Linked DNA regions of Mus musculus: all the other regions are linked to region 3. A link is a contact called in public HiChIP or PLAC-seq data. All regions are on one chromosome and are shown on one strand. Each heading gives the region's core, a stretch centred on a gene start, on an enhancer-like site or on the middle of the called end of the contact. The rest is flanking DNA. Distances are from core to core; before and after follow the strand shown.

The links. HiChIP or PLAC-seq counts read pairs in DNA pulled down with a chosen protein or histone mark.
Region 1: a contact with region 3 is called in a CTCF HiChIP or PLAC-seq map of CD8 T cells, with 13 read pairs. The contact joins two enhancer-like sites. A contact is called at or near these places in 2 of 39 promoter capture datasets (both in liver), 3 of 15 datasets of contacts at CTCF or cohesin (CD8 T cells, embryonic stem cells and liver), 92 of 484 Hi-C or Micro-C datasets (B cells, B-cell progenitors, CD4 T cells and 49 more), 10 of 115 datasets of contacts at active chromatin or transcription factors (CD8 T cells, bone marrow-derived dendritic cells, embryonic stem cells and 3 more) and 3 of 9 other capture datasets (adipose tissue, liver and pancreatic islet).
Region 2: a CTCF HiChIP or PLAC-seq map of CD8 T cells shows a contact between it and region 3, with 12 read pairs. The contact joins the promoter of Mctp2 here to the enhancer-like site in region 3. A contact is called at or near these places in 4 of 39 promoter capture datasets (liver, neutrophils and pre-B cells), 1 of 15 datasets of contacts at CTCF or cohesin (CD8 T cells), 25 of 484 Hi-C or Micro-C datasets (B cells, CD4 T cells, CD8 T cells and 14 more), 7 of 115 datasets of contacts at active chromatin or transcription factors (CD8 T cells, double positive thymocytes, effector CD8 T cells and 3 more) and 2 of 9 other capture datasets (adipose tissue and liver).

The regions. Positions count from the first base shown.
Region 1 is chr7:72,341,179-72,345,910 of GRCm38.p6, reverse strand. No RefSeq gene overlaps it. Among named protein-coding and RNA genes, the nearest start is that of Gm39035, 37 kb to the right of the region's middle. Within about 2 kb of position 1,345, at least 5 of the 459 cell types and tissues checked have an H3K27ac peak or open chromatin away from gene starts, as enhancers often do. A contact at or near this core is called in CD8 T cells, where this site is marked.
Region 2 is chr7:72,304,109-72,308,531 of GRCm38.p6, reverse strand. Mctp2 (multiple C2 domains, transmembrane 2) reads left to right here and starts at 1,937. Exons shown (of 23, transcript NM_001024703.1): 1 at 1,937-2,061. It overlaps Gm39035 (a long non-coding RNA gene), which reads right to left and starts at 1,670. Exons shown (of 5, transcript XR_882214.2): 1 at 1,493-1,670.
Region 3 is chr7:72,237,243-72,241,790 of GRCm38.p6, reverse strand. All of the region lies in intron 4 of Mctp2 (multiple C2 domains, transmembrane 2), which reads left to right. Among named protein-coding and RNA genes, the nearest start is that of Mctp2, 67 kb to the left of the region's middle. Within about 2 kb of position 1,575, at least 4 of the 459 cell types and tissues checked have an H3K27ac peak or open chromatin away from gene starts, as enhancers often do. A contact at or near this core is called in CD8 T cells, where this site is marked.

The sequences.
Region 1 (4,732 bases), core at 96-2,595, 100 kb before region 3:
ATTCTCCATATCAGAAATTTATTTTAAATATATAAACAACAGGAGAGGGGGAAAGTCACTAATAGGATGATAGAATACATACGTATTTTTCTATTCAGCTTATTATGTGAAATTAAATATTAGTATAGATTTATACATACATAAAGCAAAAATTATGCAGAACTTCAAAAAACTTCCAACAGACAAAGAAACCTTGACAAAAAAAAAAAAAAAGAGGAACTACAGACTTGGATTTTGGATTATGCCACCGTGAGGTTCAGCTGTTCCTCATGGTGATAAAACATGTTAATTACGGAAGGCAAATTTTGACTTGGCTTATGGTGTCATAGATTTTGACCACTTAAACAGAATACTATAGTGAATGAGTAGGCTACCTCATGAAGCACAGGAGGGAGAGTAAGGGCCAGAGACAAGGTATGTCTTCCCAGGGCATGCCACCACTGGCTTAAATAGACCTTACCTAATTACTACCACTTTCCCACAATGCCATTGACTTATGAATGAATCCACTGATGAGGAAGTCATGTCCCCAACAACCAGTCACTTCCTTGATGCTGCACCTCTGAACAATACTGCATTGTGAACAAAGCCTTCAAGAAAGGGACTTTTGGGGGCATTTCATATGCAGGCAACAATAGTTACAAATCTACAGTAATCAAAGCAGCCTGATACTGGCTTTAAAAAAAAAAGAAGTAAAACATATACATCATAGACTAGCAGAACAAAATAGGGAGTCTGGGAATAAAAATCACTTATAGATGTTCAACTAAATTGTGACAAAGACATCAAGAAGATAAAATGAAAAATCTCTTCAATATACATTACTGGGAAACTAGGTATTTTCATGCACAAGAATAACAGAATACAGATGCACAAAGCAGCGACTCACAATGCCTTGGGGAATCAAACAAAAGACCTTAACACATAGTTCTTAGGAAGAAACAACAAAGCCAAACAGGGTCAGAGTCCTTTGCATTGATCGGAAAAACAGTTATTTGAGTATTAATACCAAAGGAACAGGTAACTAAAGACAGAGTAAGCAAGAAGGAATAAACAAAGTACAAGAGTCTCTTTGGCAATGTAAACAATCAACAATTCAAAGGGGCAACCTGCCACTTGGAAGAAAATGTTTTCAAGCCACATATCTGATACAGCATCGTTAATATTCAAATGTGGCAAGAAACAATCAACTCAACAACAAATACATCCCTAAATAATCCAATTTCAAAGTGGGTGATGGTTGGTAAAAAGGCAAGTCCTCTATCACTGAGCTATATCCCTAGCCCTGCCCATACTCTCTGATTGCTCATGAAAACCAGATTAGCCTCAGCAAATCTGAAAGCATCGGAGTCAGACACAATGTGTTGTCTGACCACAACGAAATAAAACTGAAACTCATTAACAGAAAGGTAACAGGAAGCGATCCAAACACTTAGAAACCAAGAACACACTTCTAAATAATGCATAGGCCAAGGAGGGCATCTCAAAGAAAGAAGAAAATATATCGACCTGAATGGAAATGGAAACCAGTAAAAGGTATGCAGCCTTTTGTGGGCTATGTTTCTTCTGTAATTTTATAATGTATTCTTTTGTGGTTTTAAGTGAAAAAGAGATTAAGTTAGCAGACATATATGAAATGTACACACTGCTTGAAATGTAAATTATTTTTAGAACACTTTCAATGGATGTTTCTTACCTTTTGTGACTTAATTTGAGACAATTATTTTACAGCTTTAAATATAGATTTCTTAGAAAAAATTTATAGAAAATTATGCATGCCAGTGGGTTTTTCATTGGTAATTCATTTAATTTGAATCATTTAGGGGTGCTGGAGAGACAGTTTAATGGTTTAGAGCACTAACTGTACATCCAGAGGACCTAGACTCAATTCCCAGAGCCCATGTAGCACATCACAACATCCTCTAACTCCAGTTCCGGCGGAACCAGTGCCCTCTTGTGGACATCATGGGCATTAGGTCCACACATGATGCATGAATATACATGGAAACAAATACTCATGTGTGTAAAATAAAATATGTAAAGGTTTGCTAGACTTTCACAGATTTAGTCCAATCTTTACATCAAACTAACTGCTACAGTGATGGAAACTTAATAAAACTATCTGCAAAAGTATATGAAGTATACCAATATTAAAATTATGAAATATATCTAGGATGCTTACCAATTAATGTAATAATTACCATTACCAGATAATGGATTTTAAATTCATGTCTAGTAACATGAGTTGATTTGTATGGACAATATGACTTATTGTGCAGTTTCTTAAGTCAAGTACCTTCTCAAAAATTTATAATGGCTTTCAATAATGTATATCAAGCAAACAGACAAACAAAACACTAGAAAACCAACTGGATGATGTAGATGTTTCAACTGGTGTTGAAAGCTTCCCTGGTGTCTATACTATAATAGACATGTCTGTTTTTAATGTGCAGATGACTGTCATCATGTATGAGAAATAAATGATAATTTATTGATGGATAATTTACAAAAAATGTATAAAATTGAAACACAGTAGTTTTCAGAGACGAATTTATAGATTTTGTATGTTAAAAGAGGTGGGATGTTGTTTTTTTTAGGCGAAAGAAGTTCTGGTGTTTGACATCATAGCCAGCACAATTGAAAATAAATTGTTATATATCTCAAAAGAGAAAGGTAAGAAGAATGTAAGCATATATTTCACAATATCTTATACTGTTTGGTGTCTTTAATTCCTTTTAAACAAGCTTTCTTCTTCTAATCTCATGCATGTCTCCTCTCTTTCTTTCGTTAAATAAACCATCATCACCATTCATCCTTGCCTTTATTATTTCTATGTGTGTGTAGTGTGAACATGAGCACAATTCCCAAAGAGGCCAGAAGAGGGCTCTGATCCCCAGAAGCTAGAGTTACAGGCAGTTGGGAGCCGTACAATGTGGGTGGTGCTAAATGAGTTCAGGTTCAAGGGTAAGAACACAATGTGTTCTAACTACTGAGCCATCTTTCCATGTCTACTAGCTTTTCACATCATGATACCTGTCTCCTCCTCTCCCTCTTCCTCCTCCTCCTTTGCCCCCTCCTCCTTCTCCTCCATCTCCTTTTCTTCTATTCCTCCTTTTTCTCCTTTGCCTCTTCCTCCTCCTCTCTCTTCTTTTCCTTCTTGTCTTATTCTTTGTGTTGAGATGGAATTCATGATGTTTCTCATGTTATATAAATGTTCCATTAACAAGCTATGCCCAATGCTCAGATGTGCTATTGGAATGCCTTTTTCAACTCAGTGGTAAAGTTTCCCAGTTATTCAGACCCATAAAATGGTGTAGAGTCATGCCAAGTCAAAGCATTTGTCTTAGTTAGGGTTTCATTGCTGTGAAGAGACACCATGAACAAGGCAACTCTTATAAAGGACAACAATTAATTTGTGCTGGCTTACAGGTTAGGAGGTTCAGTCCATTATCAATACAGCAGGAAGCACAGCAGCATCCAGGTAGGCATGGCACTGGAAGAGCTAAGAGTTCTACCTCTTGTTCCAAAGGTAACTAGGAGACCACTGGCTTCCAGACAGCTAGGATCAGGGTCTCAAAGCCCATGCCCACAGTGACACACTTTCTCCAACAAGGTCACACTTCTGAATAGTGCCACTCCCTGGGCCAAGCATATTCAAACCATCACAGCAACCATACCATGGCATATTCAATACACCAGAAGGATAGACAATGAATATTACCTTCAATTGCCACAATAGCATCAAACACTGGATATTATAACTGTTTGGGAAATGGAGACATGAATTTAGAGTTCTTGGGGATTTATTGAAAGACACATGGGTAATAAGGGAAGGTGTCATTTTCTTACTGTAAATATCACAAACTTTTCATATTCTTTGCAGTTACGGTGAGCTAGGAATCTCAGGAGAAAGCACAATGCCTGTGTTTTTTAGCAATCCCTAATACTTCACTGTAAAATTCCTCACAGAAGCTTTTGAGAACTGCAAAGACAAGAGTGAATTAGTGTTGTGTTGGAAGTTCTTTTCATCTGTACTGCTGTAGTCCCTGAAGATTCTCTCTTGTTTGTCACCTGGAATCCCTCAGACTCTCAGGGGCTCACGCTAATATGGAACAGTAATTAACTCAAAATGACAGTAGTATTATGAGTCACCTTTCTTCTCCTGAGATGGTCAGATGCCTTGACAACACTCAGTTTGCAACTAGACTGAAGATGTAATCAGTTTGTGTGTCTGTATATTGTGTGTGTGTAGTGTGTGTGTGTGTGTGTGTGTGTGTGTGTGTGTGGTGAGGTGGGAGGAGAAATCCTCATAGCAAAAGTGGTAGGAAAGGAAACACCATGATTCCTTCCTTTCTCTTTGTGATACATAAGGGCTCTTAGAAGCTCAGGGGAGGGAGGGATGGTTACTGTCAGACTTCGTATATATTCTTTATTTCTGGGCTGTTGTCAAGTTCAAATTGAATTCATCTAGTAATTCCAAGTAACCTACCATCTTAATTTGCTTTGGAATGAGATTTTATGAGATATAGGACTTTTTATGCTAAACCTGGAGAAGTCTCCAGCAAACTGAGTGAGAGACCCAACTTATCACAGATACTCATGGATTTAAGAGTCAACTGGCTGTTCAGAGATTTATTGGAACACAGCCACACCTATTCATTCCTATAGGCTGCGGTGACTTCATTTTACCTGGCAGGATTGAATAGTTGTGAAGGTGGCTGTATAGCCTGAA
Region 2 (4,423 bases), core at 688-3,187, 66 kb before region 3:
GATTAGAGTTGTAACTGTAGCCATGAGTGGTCAGGTAGGAAAACTCAAGTACTAAAATAAGAGAATGATTCTCAGAGTGCAATCCACTGAGAGGAGGCAGGTAATACCTTAGGACAGGTAAAGACAAAACCAACATCAGAAGGTCCACTCCCCTGGGGGTGGGGTCCGGAGGGAGCAGGATAGCTCATCTTTGCGGGTGCAAGCAGAAGATATCACCTTAGACATCTCTGTCTGTAGCCCTTTCGCTTTCTATAGCATTGATGCTTGCAAAAGGCTGGGAGCCATTTTCAGCTTATGGTTGGGCTGCAGGAACCGCAGAACAGGAACTTCACTGGGGCGGGAGATAAAGACAAAAGTCTCTTGTGAGGCTTTGTTTAGTGTCTTAATTCATTTGTATCTTTAGTCAGCTTTAAAGGAACAGCTGCTGCTTTTAATAGGCTGCTGTTCTCTTGACTTTCTCCCATTAACTTTGCTCTCTAGAGGGTGTAGGACCGTCAGGGTAGTGGATACACCCTGTTTTGCTTGCTGGACTCTTCTGGGACCTCAATCCAGGCTTTCAAGCAGAGTCTGGGACTATGTCTTTGTTTTAAATCAGAAATATTATGACCTGTCTCAAAAGCTTGTACATATTAAATAGGATCAAGTATCCCATTGCATGCATCTAGACGAGGGCAAAGTTGACTTCCTCACTTCTGGCTATTGAGTTAGTGGACTTTTCAAGTCCAGGCAGTGGCTTTCACTATTTCTTCCTACAGTCAAATACTTTCCTTCTTTTTCACCCCTCCTAACTTCCCACCTAAGAGACTTAGTCATTACCTTATCTTTACTGAATGGTTGATGTGGACCAGAGGCTGGGTACTAGCTTTAGAATTTCTCAGACCCTATGAGCTAGTTATATTTAAATTGAGATTTATTAGAGGGAAGGTTGCTGTCTAATCCCTGGGTGATCTGCCTAGGTACAGTTAGTTGTTGGGCCAGGATTTGATTCTAGGGCTTTCTGAGTTCAGAGCTCAGAATTGCACCAATCACACTCCCCTGGCGTCACAGATTTCCTATCCTCACAGCAGCCTATAGAATGCTAAATCTGTCCCACAGCTAGGTTACCATTTCAGAAACTCCTGTATCTCTTCTCAAAACTACTGCTCCCAGGAAAGGTGATTCCCGATCTTCCCAGAGTCTTCTGTAGCCACCCATAGGCTCTCAGAGCACAGGATGAAAATGGGAGTAGGGTGGGGGTGGGGTAAGGGTGGGGGTGGGGGGCAGCAAAACCGACAAAGCCAGAAGGGAGCAAGACAGGGGCGGGGAGGGGGGGGAAGCACAAAAATTCAAAAGGCAAGTATTTACTGAGCACCCGAGGATCAAAATCTCAAGCGAGTGTCTTTAAGTCTCAGAGTCCTCAGAACAACTCCCAGACCACAGAGCAGCTCATCCTTGGAGAAGGGGACAAGGCCCAACAGATCTGGGTGAGTGACTTCCAGCCACCCTCACTCACATGGCACAGGTTTCCTAGGTTTGGTTCCTAGGGTTGTGGTAGTGAAAACGGAAGCTGTTCTCTGCCTGGTGGTCTTTTAGGAACGGACTAGGAGCACTGTGAGATCTTCGGAGCCTCCGTGAAGAAAAAGTGTTTAGTAACTGCAAGTTTGCAAGACTACACTCCTGTTTCCTTCCTTTTGACTTTTAGGACACACCTTCCTCCCCCGTGAGCCAATCCAAGCGAATGATTTCGGAGTAATCGCGCTCTGCACGCCCAGCTAGCCTAGCGAACAGCCCAAACTCCTTCGTGTCACACCTGGAAGAGTCACCCGCAGCTGCCCCCGCGCTAGCTGGGAGGCGGCTCCAAGGTGACGCGACCGCCTCCTCCCCTTTAAGGCGGGGCTCACAAGGGGGTGGCCGAGGAAGTCCCGCGGCTCTTGGGAAGCTCCTGTGTCCTTTGCATCAGGGATACTTGGTGTTCTCCCGAGCAGTGACCACAGCCATAAGGGACAGCAACGCTGGATCCCACGCAAGTGAGGGGCGCGCGCCCGCCGCCCTGTGCTGGCCTGGGGACTCAGCCTCAGACAGGTGAGATTGGTGGGTCACCTGGTCATGCGTATGGGCAGGGTAGCAGGGTCCTGAACAGTCTGATACTGAGGCTAGACTTCTTTCTGCTTTTAGCCAAAATGGGAAGTTACCGATTTTAGGGTCCGGGGATGGGATTTAATGTCATTCCTAACCCGTGGTTGCCGGCTGGGGGTTAAGAGAAGTGTCTTTTGGCCCAGAGACAAGCATGAAGTGTTGGCGAACTTGTGTTGGCAGTCTGTCACAGCGTTTCTTAACATTTTAAAGGCCGCACAGCAGGGCTTCCCGGAGTCCGGTGGAGTTATCACCCCATTGCTTCCCGAATCTGGACTTTGTAGAGGTCAGTCCTTTGATTGGATGGGCTCTGGTGCATTCCGAGTTCCTGAAGATGTAGAGACTCGCGTTTCTGTCTTTGCGTTGGCATTTGCTCACTTCCAGGACTGTGGAAAAACCTTAGAGTAAGCATAGGTTATGAGCTCTCAGCCACATTATCAAACAAAGCAAAAGTGATGACGATTGAAATGAATTTGCAAAACGAATGTTTCTGCAGTTCGTTCCCTAACGTTGTCTACGCTGTCCAGTTGTTAAATAAAGCTCAGATTTCACAAGATGAGTTTTCTCTGTAAATGGACTAGCTCCTCTGCGGTATGAGGATCCCAGCTGCACCTGGATGCTGGATCCTGCGTGCCCTCCAAGCTACAAGCCTTCAGACATTTTAGGTGCTAAAGAGCTGCTCCGTGAACCCTGGGGCATTAGAGCTTTGGTTTCTCCAGGCATATGAAAATGCAGTCACGATTTATTCTTTGGGGTCTCTGGATGATGATACAATCAGTATTCAAGGCCTTGACTGGGTCAGTGGCAATTCAATTAAACAAATATTGTACACCTGCTAAAGGCAAGCCATCTAAAGAAGAGGCTGAGCTAGTGTTTGGTAGCCAGGTGTTGAGACAAAGGAAGGGAGGGTCCTAGAATGTCTACAGCTTACAGGTGGTGTTTAGAAAAGCCTGGGGCCACATTGATGATTGCTTCAGTATGGTCACCTCAGGTAAAAGGTGCCATATAGGGAAAATGTAAGTCTTAAAGGAGTGTGGCATAAGCCACATTGAAAATAATGATGAAACCTGTCAGTAAATAAAGTTAAGAATTAATGAGGACCAATTATATAAAGGGTTCTATAGGTAAATAGGGCCCAATTATATAAACAGACACTTCATCTTATGGCATAAAATACACATAGTAGACATTAATTCCACCATACAGATGAGAAGTGGAGGCAAAAGACAAGCCAGTAGGTTGGACAAGGAGGTGACCTAGAAATGGAAAATGGATACACCTGTGTGCTGTTTTGATAATCCATGCTGTAGTAAGATCAAGCGATGCAGATGTCTGAAAGATTGGCTGGAAATGAGAATTCAATTATTTTCTCAAAATCTGCTGCCTCAGGTTAAAGTAGGCTGAAGTGAGAACCAGTGGTTTTGTTGTTATTGTGCTGGTAAACTGTGCCCTACCCGGGAAAAGTAGATGGATGGCTATTTTTTTGTTTTGTTTTGTTTTGTTTTGTTTTTTGGTTTTGTTTTGGGGGGGGAATGATTATGTCACTTCTTTAGTCTATCTTAAAAGGACTAATATGTACAAGTGGGGTTGGTAACTTCATATGTATTCTTTCTATGACATATATTAACATACTTCAACAATTTAGCTTAATTTCTTTCCTTAGCTGGGAAGTGACTAAAGGTATCATTGTCCCATGGAAATGACCTTGTGTTTACAAGTAAATACAGTAACATATTTTAACAGTTTAGCCTAATTTCTTCCCATAGCTGGGAAGGGCATAAAGGTATCATTGTTCCTTTGGAAATGACCTTGTGTTTGTATGTAAATCCATCTCTTATTAATAGATGAATACCATTAAAAGACTGCATCTGTCTTTCCTCCAGCCTATCTCAGGAAACAGAGCACATTGTGCAGCCTTGGCAAGGCATCCTGAGCATCCTCATGTCCTGGTTGTGTAGACGTTATTGCACCTCTGCTGACCACATCTCATAGTGCATGCAACATGGAGCTTCTAATTAATGTTATTACGCTCTGTAAAATAAGTAAAGCTAGAACTCAGAATCCTGTCTATTTCCTGTCAAGGAGAATGTTAGCATTCTTAAAACCTTTTTCGCAATTACTGCTAACTGAACACAAAAATCAAAGGTGTCCACAGTTTAATTATTTTTTTGAGGTGTTGCCAGTTAACTGATGAGAAATGGCTTTTGCCTCTGTTGAAAGATCAGATTACACATTCGGCCTGGATCACATGGGTTTGGTTTCTCTATTTCCAATGAAATTGACAGGGCATCCTGAATTCCTCTTTATGAAC
Region 3 (4,548 bases), core at 326-2,825:
TAGCATAGTGGCTGTAACCAGTGCTAGAACAATGCAGATGTGTTGTGAAGCAGTCATCTAGGTTTGAAGTCCATGCTTTCAATAGAACTGTCTAGGTCGTAACTTGGTAAAAGGACAAACTACTGCTTTAGCATCTGGAGATATTAGGCAACCCAAAGTCATCGTTTTGGTATTTCTCCAGGGTAGTCGGGTGAAAACTCAGTTTCAGGGGAATACTGCTCAGACAACATCAGGAAAGTACAAAGCTGTACTTGGAGGTGGGGAGGGGTCTTGACCCCACCCACAGGAGTCAATGGGAGAGGAGCCTCCAAGGCTCTCTAGTGCCTCTGTTGGCCAGGGCTGAGAACTGCAACCTGCGGATGTTGAGTCTTTTGCTTCTACTTTGACAATGTTGAGATTTTTCTGGGACGTTTTTACGAAGTTCATTACTACACAGAGTTGTCGTGTATTCTTCGGAAAGATTCAGTAAGGCACCGCGGCTCAGGATGCTGAGCAGGTTTGGTGCTGGTGTCCTGTGGCATGCAGCTGCCACCCAGGACCAGCTTATGTGATGCTTGTTGGTCTTCTTGTGGTGCCCCTCCCTCCCCTCTCTCTCTCTCCTTCTCTCCCCCTTCTATTCCCCCCTCCCCTTCGTTCTTCTATCCCTCTCCATTCCTTCTCCCCCCTCCATTCCTCCTTTTCATCTGGTAAACATGAATAATTATGGACATAAGAATAGTGTCATGTGATACCCAGAGCTTTAACTACATAGCTCTAGAAATCTGGACATATACCAGAGACGGCCTCGGCAGGGTTGTTTCTAGTGTAGACTTTTCTTTGGATTTCTAACGTCCCTCTGACCACACCACAGCATCCCCAGCAATGGGCATGCTGTAGCTAACTAAGGGATTCCTTTCCTTTCTTTTTCTGGCAGACAGCTTTGTTTGCTGTGGCATGGGCCTCAGATGGTGCACGTTGTCTGGGCGTGGTCTTGAGTTCAGTCTTTTGGGAGAAGCATCCTGGTCATTTCCCACTCAGTAATGGTTTGTTTCTCTCTGGCCCCCTCCCCCTCCTTGTTCTCCATTCACGTTTTTATGACATTTATTCTCCTCCTTTATACCCCATATTTCCTTCTTACTTTTGGTCTGAAAAACTGCATCTTGTGTATTGGGTGTGGCCCTAGTCAGTCTAGTGTTTTAGGTCATTGAGAATTAAAGCTGAACGGATATAACACAAGTATCTATTTTCAGTACAACTGCTTCGTAACTTGTTTGGTGTGTGGAGTCCATTAGATCCTGCCTCAGTTTCCCATAGAAAGGAATGTGACTGTGGTGGTGTTTGGTATCATAGCTGCTAGAGCTCAGGCCTTACCTTTTCCACTCACAGGAGACTGGAATGTCTAGTACAGATGAAGTCTCTTGACCCTGGTAAAACTCTCATCTCATGCCCTCTCATAGCCTACATCACTAATTTCTGGAAGTTAACATCGTCTACATTAAAACTTGTTTTCCCTTGATGTGGGGGCTAACCAGTTACCCAAGTCCTCAGCGGTGACATAAAAGAATACTGTGTAGCTGGTGCCCTCTTCTGGCTACTCTTGGGTATTGCAAAGGAGAAAATGAAATTCACCACAACCACCAGAGGGCCTTAACCATCACTCCTGCTATTATTGAGGGCTAGTAGTTTTCTTTGTGATGTCATTAGTTATTATTATTATTATTATTATTATTATTATTATTATTATTATTATTATTAATGTTTATAGATGTGTGTGTGTATACTCACATGAGTGTGTGTGTTCCCATGATGTGTGTAAACACATGTATGCCACAGCAAGTATGTGGAATTTAGAGGACAACTTTGTGGCCGTCAGTTCCTTCCTTGTACTGGTACTGGGGATTGACCTCAGGCTATTAAGCTTGTGTGGCAAATATATTTATTCATTGAGCCATCTTGTTGGCCCTGAAGTTTTAATATTGCAAACCATGCTTCCACATATGGGCCCATGTCTTCAACTGTGTGTACAATTTTGGCCATAGCTTCTTTGCAAGTCAGTTATAGATTTGCATCGATTTTGTCCAGTCCCATGATCACCTGACTTGCTCAGTGTCCTCATTACCCAAGTGACAGTTTGCTCCCCAGCAAGGCTTATTCTCATCAGAAGCAATGAGGGGGCTCACTTCTATTACCTTCATTGACTGTAGAATAACTTTGTTAATTGGGTAGAGGAAAAGCCCTATTCTCTGTTTGCTTAAAGTAGTGTTTGCATCAATAATTTTGGACATTTAAATATGTGTGTTGAGATTTGGCCTTTCATCTTTGCAAATCCTCTTCTGTGTGGAATGGCCTTTGCTCCTACAGTTTGCTGGGATTGTGTGCTCCTACAGTGTGCACAGATGGGATTGTGATGTGTCTGTTGTGAAAATGTTGTTAGTTTTTACTTCCTGTTCTGAAGACTACCTCCCTCCATTTCCACATCTAGACAGGCTCTGGTTCCTTGCATCAGTCACATTAACCCAAACATCTTCCCTGTCTGTCTGATGTATTTTCTTTCTTTCTTTCTTTCTTTCTTTCTTTCTTTCTTTCTTTCTTTCTTTCTTCCTTCCTTCCTTCCTTCCTTCCTTCCTTCCTTCCTTTCTCTCTCTCTCTCTCTCTCTCTTTCTCTCTCCTTTCTTTCTTTTCATTTTCCATTTGTATCTTTCATCTGTCTCTATTTTTTCCCAATTTTCGGAGCCCCCCCCAAAAAACCTTAGCTTTTTTTCCCAAAACTACTTTTATATGAACTAGAAGAAATCTTTCCTTCCCTAATGACTAGACTGTCTCTTTTCAATGACTATACACACAGGTGCCATACGTTCCAGCGGTGCTTTCTCAGCTTCAGCTGGATTTCTGCCGATGTGTTCCTTAGTGCAAGAGTCAGGTGTGCATCACAGTGCACTGCATCTATACCTCCCCAGTTTTTGACTTTGCAAGCTCTCAACTCTGCTTCTTGCTGGCAATACCCTCTCTGAACACCAGATGGCATGAGATCCTCACTGTGAATGTGCAGCAGGACAAAAACCTATGGGCTGCCTTGTCAGAAGCAAACCTGAAGGCTTGCTTGGATGCAAACCCCATCCAGGGCTTTGGGTGTCTTCTTCATGCCTGACCGTGTCAGAGCTTGTTAAAACAGTAACACAAAGGAACACAGCTGAGTTTGGGCCCCCTTGTCATCCTGCATAGATCCCACAAGACATGCTGGTCCTAAAAGTCTTTGTGTTTTCCCATTTCTGAGGGCCCACTGGGGGATGCTGGTGCTCAGTTTTGTTTTGAGGGTCTGGCATGCTTCTGCCATGCTTGGGATGTATGATGCTCACCACTCTGATGAGCCAGTTTCCACATAATCCTTTCTCAGTGCTCATGAAGGACCAAGGAAAGTGAGTCTGGACTGCCTCCTGTGTTTGCTGCCCCCATCTTCACCACTGACTTGAATTTACCCTAGCATAGTTTTTCATCTGCTTGTGTAGGAATTCTCTATGTTTGTTGGTGAGGGTGTCCATTTTCAGACATGGTGCAGTATGTGATTTGTCCCCTCACATACTTCAGGTATCTTTTGCTCATTTTGCTCTGTTGTCTATTGTGCAATTATGTTCTGCTTGTGTGTATGTGGGCCTCTATGTCTTTATGCCTTCTCATTTTACTTGGCACCTTTGTTTCCAGTGTTACAAGGATGGTCATGCATGAGATTTACAGAAGTTCACACTCATGCATGTGTCTGGTTGCCTATGAAGAAAAGGGATGCAGGTATTGTCTGCATGACCATTCTTCCAAAACCCAACCAGTTCAAGCCTGTATTCACAGAATAACTAATTTACTGAAATTACTGAATTTGTATCTATTGACAAGTCTTTCCAATATAAAGAGAGTTATGATAGTTGTATCATATGCACATATGCATCATGAATATATATATGTGTATATATATATATATATATATATATATATATATATATGAATGATATGGCTGTTTTAAATAGTTTTTGAATGTATTTGGCTCATTGGCAATGGGTTAGGAAGACAAAATCAAAGTAGTATGTTGAAATGTTTAAAATTTGGTTTAATTTAAATTTATTTTTATTTTATGTTTATGAGTGAATGCCTTGTATGTATGTATGTATGTATGTATGTATGTGTACCTTGGGCATGTCTAGAAATCATGGAAGCAGAAGATTCTGGAATCCAGAAGAGGGTGTCAGATTCATTTGGAAATGGAGTAATAGCTAGTTGTGAGGTGCTGTCAAATTGAACCCAGGTCATCTTCCAGAGTGAATGCTCTTAGCCACTGAACCATCTTTCCAGCTCTCTACAAAACTGTTATGCAAACAAAACAATAGGTACAGGATATGTTGTAGCGTAGGCTTCAACAGGGAGCCAAACAGGGAAGATTAATGGTGGGAAAGAGATGAAATTGAAAGAGAATTCAGGTAGTAAAGGGAAGGGATTCTCAGAAGGTAGATATAGGTGGTATGGGATGTGGCTGGAGGAACCATATGGGAGGTCCTCTGGCTAAGAGAATCCAACGGCCCCAGA